Linked DNA regions of Mus musculus: region 2 is linked to region 1. Evidence: chromatin contacts called from public Hi-C data. All regions are on one chromosome and are shown on one strand. The core of a region is the stretch at or near the end of the contact, and the rest is flanking DNA. Distances in the headings are between cores, read along the strand shown. Region 1 has its middle 17 kb from the start of Gm4832. Region 2 holds the start of Msh6 (mutS homolog 6).

The links. A called contact is a pair of places that touch in the nucleus more often than the background predicts.
Region 2: a contact with region 1 is called in a Hi-C map of B cells, with 1.9 times the contacts expected there. The contact joins the promoter of Msh6 here to the enhancer-like site in region 1. A contact is called at or near these places in 4 of 39 promoter capture datasets (the C10 cell line, pre-B cells and stem cell-derived epiblast-like cells), 10 of 484 Hi-C or Micro-C datasets (B cells, Th1 cells, Th2 cells and 5 more), 11 of 115 datasets of contacts at active chromatin or transcription factors (the 230-238 cell line, CD8 T cells, the SCID.adh cell line and 5 more) and 3 of 9 other capture datasets (adipose tissue, liver and pancreatic islet).

Annotation. Positions count from the first base shown.
Region 1 is chr17:88,105,221-88,110,815 of GRCm38.p6, forward strand. No RefSeq gene overlaps it. Among named protein-coding and RNA genes, the nearest start is that of Gm4832, 17 kb to the right of the region's middle. Within about 2 kb of position 1,296, at least 59 of the 459 cell types and tissues checked have an H3K27ac peak or open chromatin away from gene starts, as enhancers often do. A contact at or near this core is called in the 230-238 cell line, B cells, Th1 cells and 3 more, where this site is marked.
Region 2 is chr17:87,973,777-87,979,204 of GRCm38.p6, forward strand. Msh6 (mutS homolog 6) reads left to right here and starts at 1,274. Exons shown (of 10, transcript NM_010830.2): 1 at 1,274-1,629. The coding sequence starts at 1,373.

The sequences.
Region 1 (5,595 bases), core at 46-2,545:
GTGTGTGTGTGTGTGTGTGTGTTATGTGTTGTATGTGTGGTGTGTGTGTATTGTGTATGTGATGTGTGTGGTGTGTGTATGTGTGTGTACGTATAGTATGTGTACGTGTTGTCTATGTGTGAGTGTGTGAGTGAGAGTGTATGAATGTGGGTATGTATAGTGTGTATATGTTGTGTATGAGTGAGTGAGTGAGTGTATGTGGTGTGCATATGAGTGTGAGTGTCTGGTGTGTGTGTGTGTAGTGTGTGTGAGTGTGTGTGGTGTTTGTATCTGTATGTCTGTATGTGTGGTGTGTGTGTGTCTATGTCTGTATATGTGTGTGTGAGTGTATGTATGTGTAGTGTGGTGTTTATGTCTGTATGTGGTGTGTGTGTGTATCTATGTATATGTGTGTGATGTGTGTGTGTCTATGTCTGTATGTGGTGTGTATGTGGTGTATGTGTGATGTGGTGTGTATGTGTGTGATGTATGTATGTCTATGTCTGAATATGTGTATGATGTGGTGTGTGTGTTTGTGTGTGAGATGTGTGATGTGTGTGTGTCTATGTCTGTAATATGTGTGTGATGTGTGTGCATGTGTGTGTGTGATGTGTGTGTGTCTATGTCTGTAATATGTGTGTGATGTGGTGTGTGTGAGATGTGTGATGTGTGTGTGTCTATGTCTGAATATGTGTATGATGTGGTGTGTGTGTGTGTGATGTGTGTGTGTCTATGTCTGTAATATGTGTGTGATGTGTGTGTGTGTTGCCCTTGTGTTCCCCATGCACTGTTAACTTTTTCTTCCTAAGTCAGCATCTTGCATCTTGCATCTTGCATCTTGCTATGTAGCCCAGGCTGGCCTCAACGCCTCCTGAGCTGGGGTTAAGAACAGGAGTGCTGTCCCATGTGCAGACTGTCCTGTTCCCGTCTTCCTTGTTGATTTATTTATTTATTTACTGACAGGCACTCACTGTGTAGCTCTGGCTAGCCTGTAACTCTCTGTGGAACACATTGGCTTCCATCTCAGAGATTCTCCTGCCTCTGCTTTCCAAGAGCTGGGTTTTTGTTTGTTTGTTTTGTTTATTTGTTTTTGTTTTGACATATAGCTCAGTGATAGAAAAATCACCCTAGCAAGTGCAGGGCCCTGGATTGATTCCACACAGAGTATCATGAAAAGAACAGGACAACAGCACGACAAACAAAACCTGTCTGTAGGTGATTCTTGTGAGCAGCTGGGCGGCCATTTCTACGCTATCTGTTGACAGCATCTACTTGGACAGCCTCTAACAAGCTCTCAGACTTAATTGCACCACCTGCTCCCCACCCTGCCTCCTCCTCCAGTTCCCTCCTATTCCCTGGTGGAATGAGTCATTGGCTGTTTCTCTCTGTTCCAAACCTAAACCACAGATGAACTCTTGTCTTCAAACTCTCTCCAGAATCTGTCAGTCTGTCTCCACCGCCGCTGATGCTCACTGAGCCAGAGCTCTGTCTGGAGCTGCTGTCTCTTCCGCGCCAACTGCAGGAACAGCCAGTTGATCTCGCTCCGCCTTAGCCCTGGTCCAGTCTTCACAATACTTAAAACAGACCACACCATAGCAGCTTGGAATCTTCTCCTGCCTTCACTCACTCAGAACAAATCTCAAAGGCCCCACAGTGGCCCAGAGGACCACACCATCCGTCCCCAGGTACACATCGGCTCATCTCTCTTTCACCCTTGGCTCTGCGGTTGGTTACACTGTCTCTGGACTTCCTGCGGCTCTGGAGCCTTTTCCGGTTAACTTGACTGTACAGTAGAGTAAGCGGCTGAGCTAGAGCTCCAGTCCACCTCTGAGTCTAATCTACTGTTTTTATTACTGAACTTTGTGACCTTTATCCACTGAGTGGCATTCATTCACTCACAAAGCTCTGCTGCTGGAGAGATGCTTCCGTGGTTCCGAGTGCTTGCTATTCTTCCAGAGAGGCGAGGTTCGATGTCCAGCAGCCAGGTCAGGCAGCTCACAACCGCCTGTAACTCCACCTCCAGGGGAGCTGAGTCATTCTTCTGGCCTCCTTGGGGACCTGCTTACATGTAGTACACTCTACACAGACACATCAAATAAAAATATAAATACATCTAAAAAATAAGGAGGATACAGCAACTGATAATCCAGAGGCCTTGGTTCTGTGGCGTGCATATTCTAATTAGGGATGAAAACAACAAATAAACTCAAAGAATCGTATATCCAATAATGATACATACTGTTGAGAAAAAAAAATAAAGACAAGAGAAAGTAAGGGCAGAGCAGATATGTTAATTGGATGGTGGCTAGGAAGGCTTTGAGCAGAGACCTGAATGGGGGCAGGAGTGGTGGTGGTGGTGGTGGTGGGTGAAGGGGAGGTGGGAGAGTGAACTGTAGGGACAGAGGAGAAACAGCAAGTCTGAAGGAGCCAAAGGGATTCACATCTTCTGAAAGACTTCTCTCTGACTCTGACTCTGACTCTGACTCTGTCTCTGTCTCTGTCTCTGTCTCTGTCTCTGTCTCTGTCTCTGTCTCTGTCTCTGTCTGTCTCTCTTTCTCTCTCTACTTTCTCTTCTGAAACAGTTTCTTATATGATGTGACCCAAGGTAGCCTTAAACTTGTCATCTTCCTGTCTCAGCCTCAAGCGTACTAGCCAAAGGTTATGTGCTGCCTCCTTCTGGCCCAATGTAAATTATTTTCCCTTGTGAGCACAAGCATACTGGACACTCTCTATACAACAGTGGCCCCTTGTGTTTTTGGAAATGGTATGACCAGGTTGCTTGTGCTCAGGTGTGCTTGTGATTTGACAGCTGGTAGGAGTGGAAACGTGTGAGGAGAGCAACATCTCTTTGGTCTGTGGGAGAATACGCCGCTGAGTGTCTAGGATGTGGGCTCTGGGGTTGGAAGCATACGTAAAATCCCAGCCCTGCTGTGTGTCTCGTTTGTGTGATCTAGGAGGATTTTCTTCTTTATGAAGACTTTAGTGGGGGTGTGTGTGCACAGCAGAGCAGGTGTCTGTGGGGGCTGGAGGGTGCAGATCTGCTGGAGCCAGAGATGCAGGCACCAGATCAGGCGCTGAGAGCAAGCTCAAGTCTCTTCATTACAGGCCTTCTCTCCAGCCCAGGATTCCATTCAGCCAGTTACACATCTGTTTTGTGTTCTGTTTGGTTGCTCCTATCACTTGTTAATTATGGTCAAAATCACCCTTACATATGTGTAATTACCTCATGGGAACCACTGTGAGGATTAATTGAGTACTCTTTAAATGTTATAGTTATTATTATTAGACTTGTCATTATTAGTATGAAGAAGGGATTGGCAAGTGATGAGCTGTAGTTAAAGCCTAGGCGCATCCCTCCCTCTTCAAAGCCTTTGTAAATAAATCCTTTTCTTTTTGTCCCCACCCCCCTCTTTTGTTTGAGTTTTTGCCTGCTTATAGTTATGCTCACCAAGTACATGCCTGGTGCCCACAGAGGCCAGAAGAGGGCACAGGATCCCTTGGTACTGGAATTACAGCCACTTGTGAGCCACCATGTGAGTCCTGGGAGTCTAAGCTAGGTTCTCACCAAGAGCAGCAAGTACTCTTAACCACTGGACCATCTCTCCAGGTCTCAGCTTCTCTGTTTTATTGTTGTTCTTTGTTTTGTTTTGTTTTGTTTTGTTTTGTTTTTTTTGAAATAGGATCTCTGTGTAGTCCAGGCTGTCCTGGAACTCATTATATAGACCAGTCTGACCTCAAACTCAGAGATCTGCATCCCTCACCTCCTGAGTGCTGGAAAAGGTGTGGACCACCTCGCTTGGCTGACTTCTCTGTTTTTAAACCAGAAATTCAGGGTGTGGGCTATAGCTCTGTGGTAGAAAGCTTGCCTGGTGTAAATGAAGCTCTCTCTCTCTCTCTCTCTCTCTCTCACACACACACACACACACAAAGTGTTTTAAAAATAAAATCTTGGGGCTGGTGAGATGGCTCAGCGGGTAAGAGTCTGACTGCTCTTCCAGAGGTCCTGAGTTCAAATCCCAGCAACCACATGATGACTCACAACCACCCGTAATGAGATCTGATGCCCTCTTCTGGTGCATCTGAAGTCAGCTACAGTGTACTTATTTATAATAATAAATAAATCTTTGGGCCAGAGCAAGTGGGGCCGACCAGAGGGAGCAGGGTTGACCAGAGCCAGCAGAGGTCCTAAAAATTTAATTCCCAGCAACCACATGAAGGCTCACATCCATCTGTACAGCCACAGTGTACTCACATACATTAAATAAATAATTCTTTAAAAAAAAATAAAATCTTGGAAATGTTTCATTTAAAAAGCTTTTGCTGTGTGTGTGACTGTGTGTGTGTGTGTGTGTGTGAGTGTGTGAGTGTGTGTGTGAGTGTGTGTGTGTATGTGTGTGTGTGTGTTACATATGGAAGTCAGAGGACAGCTTCTGGGACTTGGGACTACTTCTACCATGTGGACTATGGGGATTGAATGTGGGTTGTCAGGTGTGGTGGTAAGCAATTTTACCTGCTAAGCCAACTCACTAGCCCAACTGAGTACAAGCTTTCAGGTTTTGGGCAGGGGTGTCATCCTGGGACACTGGGGAACCTTCTTTGATGTAGATAACAATCAACAAAGGCTGCTGCTCACTGCAATCAATCTCAGGCAGGACTGTATGTAAATATGCAGATAAGATTTAACATAATGAAGACAGGGTCTGCAGAGTTCAGGTTGCCATGGACTTCACTATGTAGCCCAGGCTAGCCTTGAACTGCTGATCTTATTTCTCAAGTTTGGGGAGCCAGTCATACCTTGTGATAGTTTGAATGCAATTGGCCTCCATGAGTTTGTACACCTGAGTGCTTAGTCACTAGGGAAGTACAACTCCTTCAGAAGGCTCAGGTGTGGCCTTGTTGGAAGAAGTATGTCACTGGGGTGGACTTTGAGGTTTCTTTAAAAAAAAAAAAAAGATTTATTTATTTATTTTATGTATATGAGTACACTGTAGCTGACTTCAGATGCACCAGAAGAGGGCATCAGATCTCATTACGGGTGGTTGTGAGCCACCATGTGGTTGCTGGGATTTGAACTCAGGACCTTCGGAAGAGCAGTCAGTGCTCTTACCTGCTGAGCCATCTCACCAGACTTTGAGGTTTCAAAAAGTCCATGTCAGACCTAGTCTCTCTTTCTTCCTTCCTCCCTCCCTCCCTCCCTCCCTCCCTCCCTCCCTCTCTCCCTCCCTCCCTCCTTCCTCCCTCCCTCCTTCCTTTCCCCTCCCTCTCTACCTCTCTTTCTCCCTTCCTCTTTCCTTCCCTCCCCCTCTCCCTTCCTTCCCCTCCCTTTCTCCCTCCCTCGCTCTGTGTCTTTCCCTCTCTCCCCTCCCTCCCTCCCTCCCTCCCTCCCTCCCTCCCTCCCTCCGTGGCTCCCCCCTCCCCCATCCCCACCCTGCTGCCTGAGGATCAAGATACAATGTCCTCCCTACTGCTCTTCTGCTCCCCACAGTGATATCCAAGGACTCGCTCTCTGCAACTGTAAGCAAACTTGCAACTAAGTTCTAAGAGTTTCCTTGTCATGGTGTCTCTTCCCATCAAGAAATCAGCAACTAAAACACAGCTGAAATGACTTAACATAAC
Region 2 (5,428 bases), core at 24-2,523, 130 kb before region 1:
TGTTTTGGTTTTTTTTTTTTTTTTTTTTTTTTGTGACAGGGTTTCTCCGTGTAACAAACCCTGGCAAGTCTTGTAACTGTAGCCAGGGTTGTCCTTGACCTCAGAGATCCACCTGCTTCTGCCTGGAACAATGGGGTTAAAGGCACACACCTTCGCGCTCAGCTCCAATTTCTTGAATTTGAATAGGAGCTCCAATTTTCGAAAACGCCCTGTAATCAACCTGGCAGGAAGACATTCTGAGGAGAAACACTTGGCTCCCTTTGGCTATCAGGCAATTGAAATAATGGACTCCAAAGAATTGGAATTTCTCCAGGAATTTTTTGGTGGGAAGGGGTAAGACAAAGCTTCGAGTTAGTGTAGAGGAAGAACTTGGTTTCTGGAAAGAGATTTCTCAAGTATCTGAAGCTCGTTGAATCCCCATGTAGGACAGTCTGGAGCAGAGATTATGGTGGGTCAGACCACCTCTTACAAGACCATTCTGGTTCCCGTCGCCCGGTTTAAACCAAAACTTCACGTCAGTACCCCCAAAGATGAACTTCCGGGGGGGGGGGGCTGAACTTTATCTTCCTAATGTGGCCCTTTGAAAAAAAAATCTGTTTTTTTGCTATTTTCTCTATTATTCGACTACTGAGGATGAGTGGGAGTTTAGCTCGTTAGGGTTGCTAGGGCCCAAGCGTTGACGCTCAACATTACCTTAGCAATCTCAGTTTCTAAAATATAAAAAATTCTGCACACTTATGCTAAAGGGCTCAGATAAGACTGGACCTTAACTGCCCATCTCATATAGTAAGGCGTAAACTAGTTGAGGCAGTGACGGGCCAAGGAAAGTTTTGTGGGTAGCTGGTTTTGTGGATAGCTGTTCTTGCACTTGGCATTCACAAGTGCCGCTCTGTACAATGCTCTGCGAACGCACCGTACGTGGCAGACAGCAACAACCAATTTCTCAGCTCCTTTCAGTCCAACCGCAGGACCGCCCGCAGGGCCAGGTGTTTCCGCAGCGAGCTCGACGCGGCTTCTCGCAGGGTGCACCCCGCCGTTCCAGCAACCGCGCAAGCCACTTCCGTCTTCTTGGTGCATACTTGCCCGGGTAGCCACCGCGAGCTCCACTGCTTTGCAAAGGCTCAGTCTCAAGGCCCGCCAACCCGAGCTTGGGGGCTGGGCCCGCCCCGCCCCGCCCATCTACGCCAGGGCACGTCGCGGGCGGGGCCCCGCCCACCGCGCAGGCCGACACGCCTTCGGATTGGCCGCTGGGCTACGGATGCTCGGGTAGGACGCGCCTCCTCCCGACTTTCCCGCCAGCGGCGGCCGCGCGGTGGATGCGATCCTTGTAGGCGCTCGGAGCCGTGGCCCGGTCTGCCCGTCAGCCTTCATCATGTCCCGACAAAGCACCTTGTACAGCTTCTTCCCCAAGTCCCCGGCACTCGGCGACACCAAGAAGGCCGCGGCCGAGGCCTCACGCCAAGGTGCCGCTGCCTCTGGAGCCTCCGCTTCCCGCGGCGGGGATGCGGCCTGGAGCGAGGCTGAACCCGGGTCCCGGTCCGCGGCGGTATCCGCCTCGTCGCCGGAGGCAAAGGATCTCAACGGAGGGCTGCGGAGGGCCTCCTCCTCCGCGCAGGCCGTGCCTCCCAGGTAGCCGGCTCGGTCGGGGCTGCGGCGGCGCGCGGGTCTCCCGGAAGGAGGGGGAGGCTGCTCCGTGCCAGGCGGCGGGAGGAGGGGCGGCCTGCCGGCCCGGGAGAAGCGGGGCCGGTGCCCGGGACTCTCGGGGGACGCTGCGAGCAAGCGAGCGCACTCCCACTGTGGGGGTGGGGAGGCTCGGGAGGCTCGGGGACGGAGACACCCTCCCCCAAAGTGGCCGGAGCGGGAACGGTGGGTGTCCTGCTGCGATCCGCGGCCTGAGGGGGCGGGGCGGATCGGATCGGGCAGGGAGCTCCTCCGGGTGGCGAGCCTACGGTGGGAGGAAACTCGGGTTGCAGGTGGAAGTTTGTAGATAGTGAAAGCGGCGCTCCGGCTTGGGACGACAGTTTTTTTTAACCCACCTTTTCACAGGAGGGAAGAGTGCGGGAGATTTTTCGCAGTTAGTGGGTCTTCGGAGTATTGGGCAAGCCCTGGGCAAGAAGGTTTACTGGGGGAAACTTGCCTGGAGTTGTACTCGCACTTTGTAAATTTGGCTGTCGTTTGTAGGAACGACTAGAGACATTTATTTTATCTATTTATTTTCATTTTTTTTCGAGACAGAGTTTCTCTGTGTAGCCCTGGCTGTCCTGGAACTCAGACATCCACCTGCCTCTGCTGGGATTAAGAAGTGTGCAGCGACTTATTTAAAATGTAAAGAGTTCTTTCTGGAGTCCAGTACTCTGGAGTTTCAGCTTGGGCACCAGGAAGAGCTGGCGTATGCTCCTGGGGCAGAGAAAATGATTTTGGATCTCTAATTTCTTTCCTTCCCTTTGGCTATAAAGGACACAGTTCAGACACAGGTAAACACAGAGGTGTATTTTGCCTCCGTGTATGTATGTGTGCCCATGTGCATGCACGCTGCCTGAGAGAGGCCAGAGGAGGACCTCAGCCTCTGTAGTTAGAGATATTGTGAGCTACTGGGTGGGTGCAGGGAATCAAACCTGGTTCCTATGGAAGAATGCCAGTGCTCTTAACTGCTGAGCAGCTCTCCAGCCCCATTATTTCTATATTTTTTAAAATTACCTGTTAGTGTGTATATGTGTGTATGCATGCTATAGTAGGTTGTGGAAATCAGAGGACAACTTAAGAGTTGGTTCTTCCACCAACCGTCCTGTGGATAAAACTCAGGCCATCCTTTGCGTTATCGCCTAGGCCATATCTTCACTGGTATTTTTTTTTAGACAGGGTTTTGTAGCCCTGGATGTCCTGGAATGCACTCTGTAGATCACCTGTCTCTGGTTCCCAAGTACTGGGATTAAAGGTGTGCGCCACCACGCCTGGATACCCCGACTTATTTATTTTCTTTCTTTCTTTCTTTCTTTCTTTCTTTCTTTCTTTCTTTCTTTCTATCTTTCTTTCTTTCTTTCTTTCATGTGTGTGAGTACACTGTTGCGGTCTTCAAACACATCAGAAGAGGGTATCAGATCCCCACTACAGATGGTTGTGAGCCACCATGTGGTTGCTGGGAATTGAACCCAGGACCTCTGGAAGAGCAGTTAGTGCTCTTAACTGCTGAGCCATCTTTCCAGCCCCGCCTTAACTCTTCTTAAAAAATAATTACACTATTTATGGGGGGTATAGGAGATGGGTATGGGAGATGTGTAAATGGCACAGGGTGTGTATGGAGTTCAGTACAATTTGTGAGAGGCACTTTTACCCAGGTACTAAAACTTGCTGAGTCATCACTCTGGCTTCTTAATCCTTTCTCCTTCCTTTTTTTTTTCTTTCTTTCTTTTTTTTTTTTTTTTGTTGTTGTTGTTTTTCAAGACGGTTTCTCTGTGCAGCCCTGGCTGTCCTGGTACTCACTTTGTAGACCAGGCTGACCTCGAACTCAGAAATCCGCCTGCCTCTGCCTTCCAAGTGCTGGGATTAAAGATGTGCTCAGCCATGCCTTGCTTCTTTCATTCTTAAACCGAGTCTATATGTATCTCAGGCTGGCTATGAACTCACAGAAATCTATCCTTGTCTTTTTTTTTTTTTTTTGGATTTATAAATCTATTTTTAACACCATTGCTCTATTCAGACACACTACCAGAAGAGGGCATCCAGGTCCATTACAGATGGTTGTGAGCCACCATGTGGTTACTGGGAATTGAACTCTAGACCTCTGGAAGAGTAGAATTAACTGCTGAACCGTCTCTCCAGCCCTGCCCGTGTCTTCTAAGTGCTGGAATCGAGGCTGTGCATCATCAGTGTTTGTAGGGCTGGGGAGATTGGATGGATTACAAGGATGAGAGTTTTAGTTAAATGCACAGAAGGAAGCCACCTAGAAAATAAGCTGGAAATAGTGGCAGATATCCTTGGCACTGGGGAGGCAGATCTCTATTTGGCAAGTTCTAGGCCAGTGAGAGATTATGTCTCAAGACAAAAAAGGTGGCTAGTAACCAAGGAATGACACCTGAGGTTGACCTCTGGTCCCCATATCCTTGTGTATATATAATTTGCACACTTGCATACACACAAAGCTAAGCTTTTAGTATTGTGTGAAAAATCTGAGACTGGCAAGATGGCTTATTAGGTAGAGTGGCTGCTGCCAAGCCTGCTAACGTGAGTGTGAAGCCTCTGTCTCTACATGCACACGCATGTCTGCCACAGCACTTCTGTACCTGCACACGCATGCCTGCCAGCCACAGCACTTCTGTACCTGCGTGTACCCGCACACGAGCACACACTGAGGAAGAAGTATAAAGGAGCCTGAAACATGCATGTATCAAATGTCTGCTTTATTGTACCACTCTTGGACAACACCAGCCAGCCGTGACCCCATTTTCCCTGCGGCAGGAAAGTCTGTCTTGGCTGATACAGACAGAGGTGAAACCCTGAAAATTCCTCCACGTGGGGAAATATTTCTATTGACATTTACCAGCATAAATAAAAGGATGCTTAGAAAGTTTGTGTTCTCTTCACTCTTAAAGATTTAGAAAACTTTGTTGGTGGCACTTGCCTTTAATCCCAGCACTGGAAGGCTGAGGCAAGCATCTCTTGTTTGATGCCATCCTTGTGAGTTCCAGGATAACCAGGACCACAGAGAAACTCTGTCTCTTAAAAAACAAACAAACAAACCTCAAACAAACCAAAACAAAAGAGGATGTAGAGAACTTGTCTTCCCAGTGGATACATCTCTTAGGTGAGAGGAAGGTCTGGTAAGATTGAAGGTCAGCCTCTAGTCGACCCTTGACCCTATTAGTGTTAAGGACTAGGTCTTTCCCTGAGGCCCTGATGTATGGAGAAGGAACTTACTAGGCTTCTCATCTAAAAACTGGTGTTTGGCAAGGCCAGTAATAGCTTAGGGACCGGGCTTTGGGAAGTTTCAGGATCCTGGAAACACCCTACCTCCTACCAGAGGCCAGTGGCTAAGGGCTACGGTATTCAGTCCCACAGCGGTGGAGATACCCTGTGCTCACTTTGTACAACATTGCCTGATTAGTTTCCTGTTGCCTTTGTCCAGTTTTCCCCTTCCAGGTTGTCTGTTAGATGCTGAACAATAATCGTGCTTGGCTTAGGTATAGTACAGAAAGATCTGCTGCCCCCAGCTCGCATATCTTTACTTTTTCATCCCCTGGTTTGTCCTCAGGAATGTGTCAGTAAAGAACAACTTGCTGGACCAGGTCAGGTTAGGAAATAACTGAATTGTGCAGGGGCAGTGTCTTAGTGGTGAGCATGAAGTGAGCCTGAGGGGATGGTCATAAACTGTTGTGCTTGCCACTATAGGGCCTGAGGTTGGGAGCTGGCCCTTCTAGACATGCTCATATCA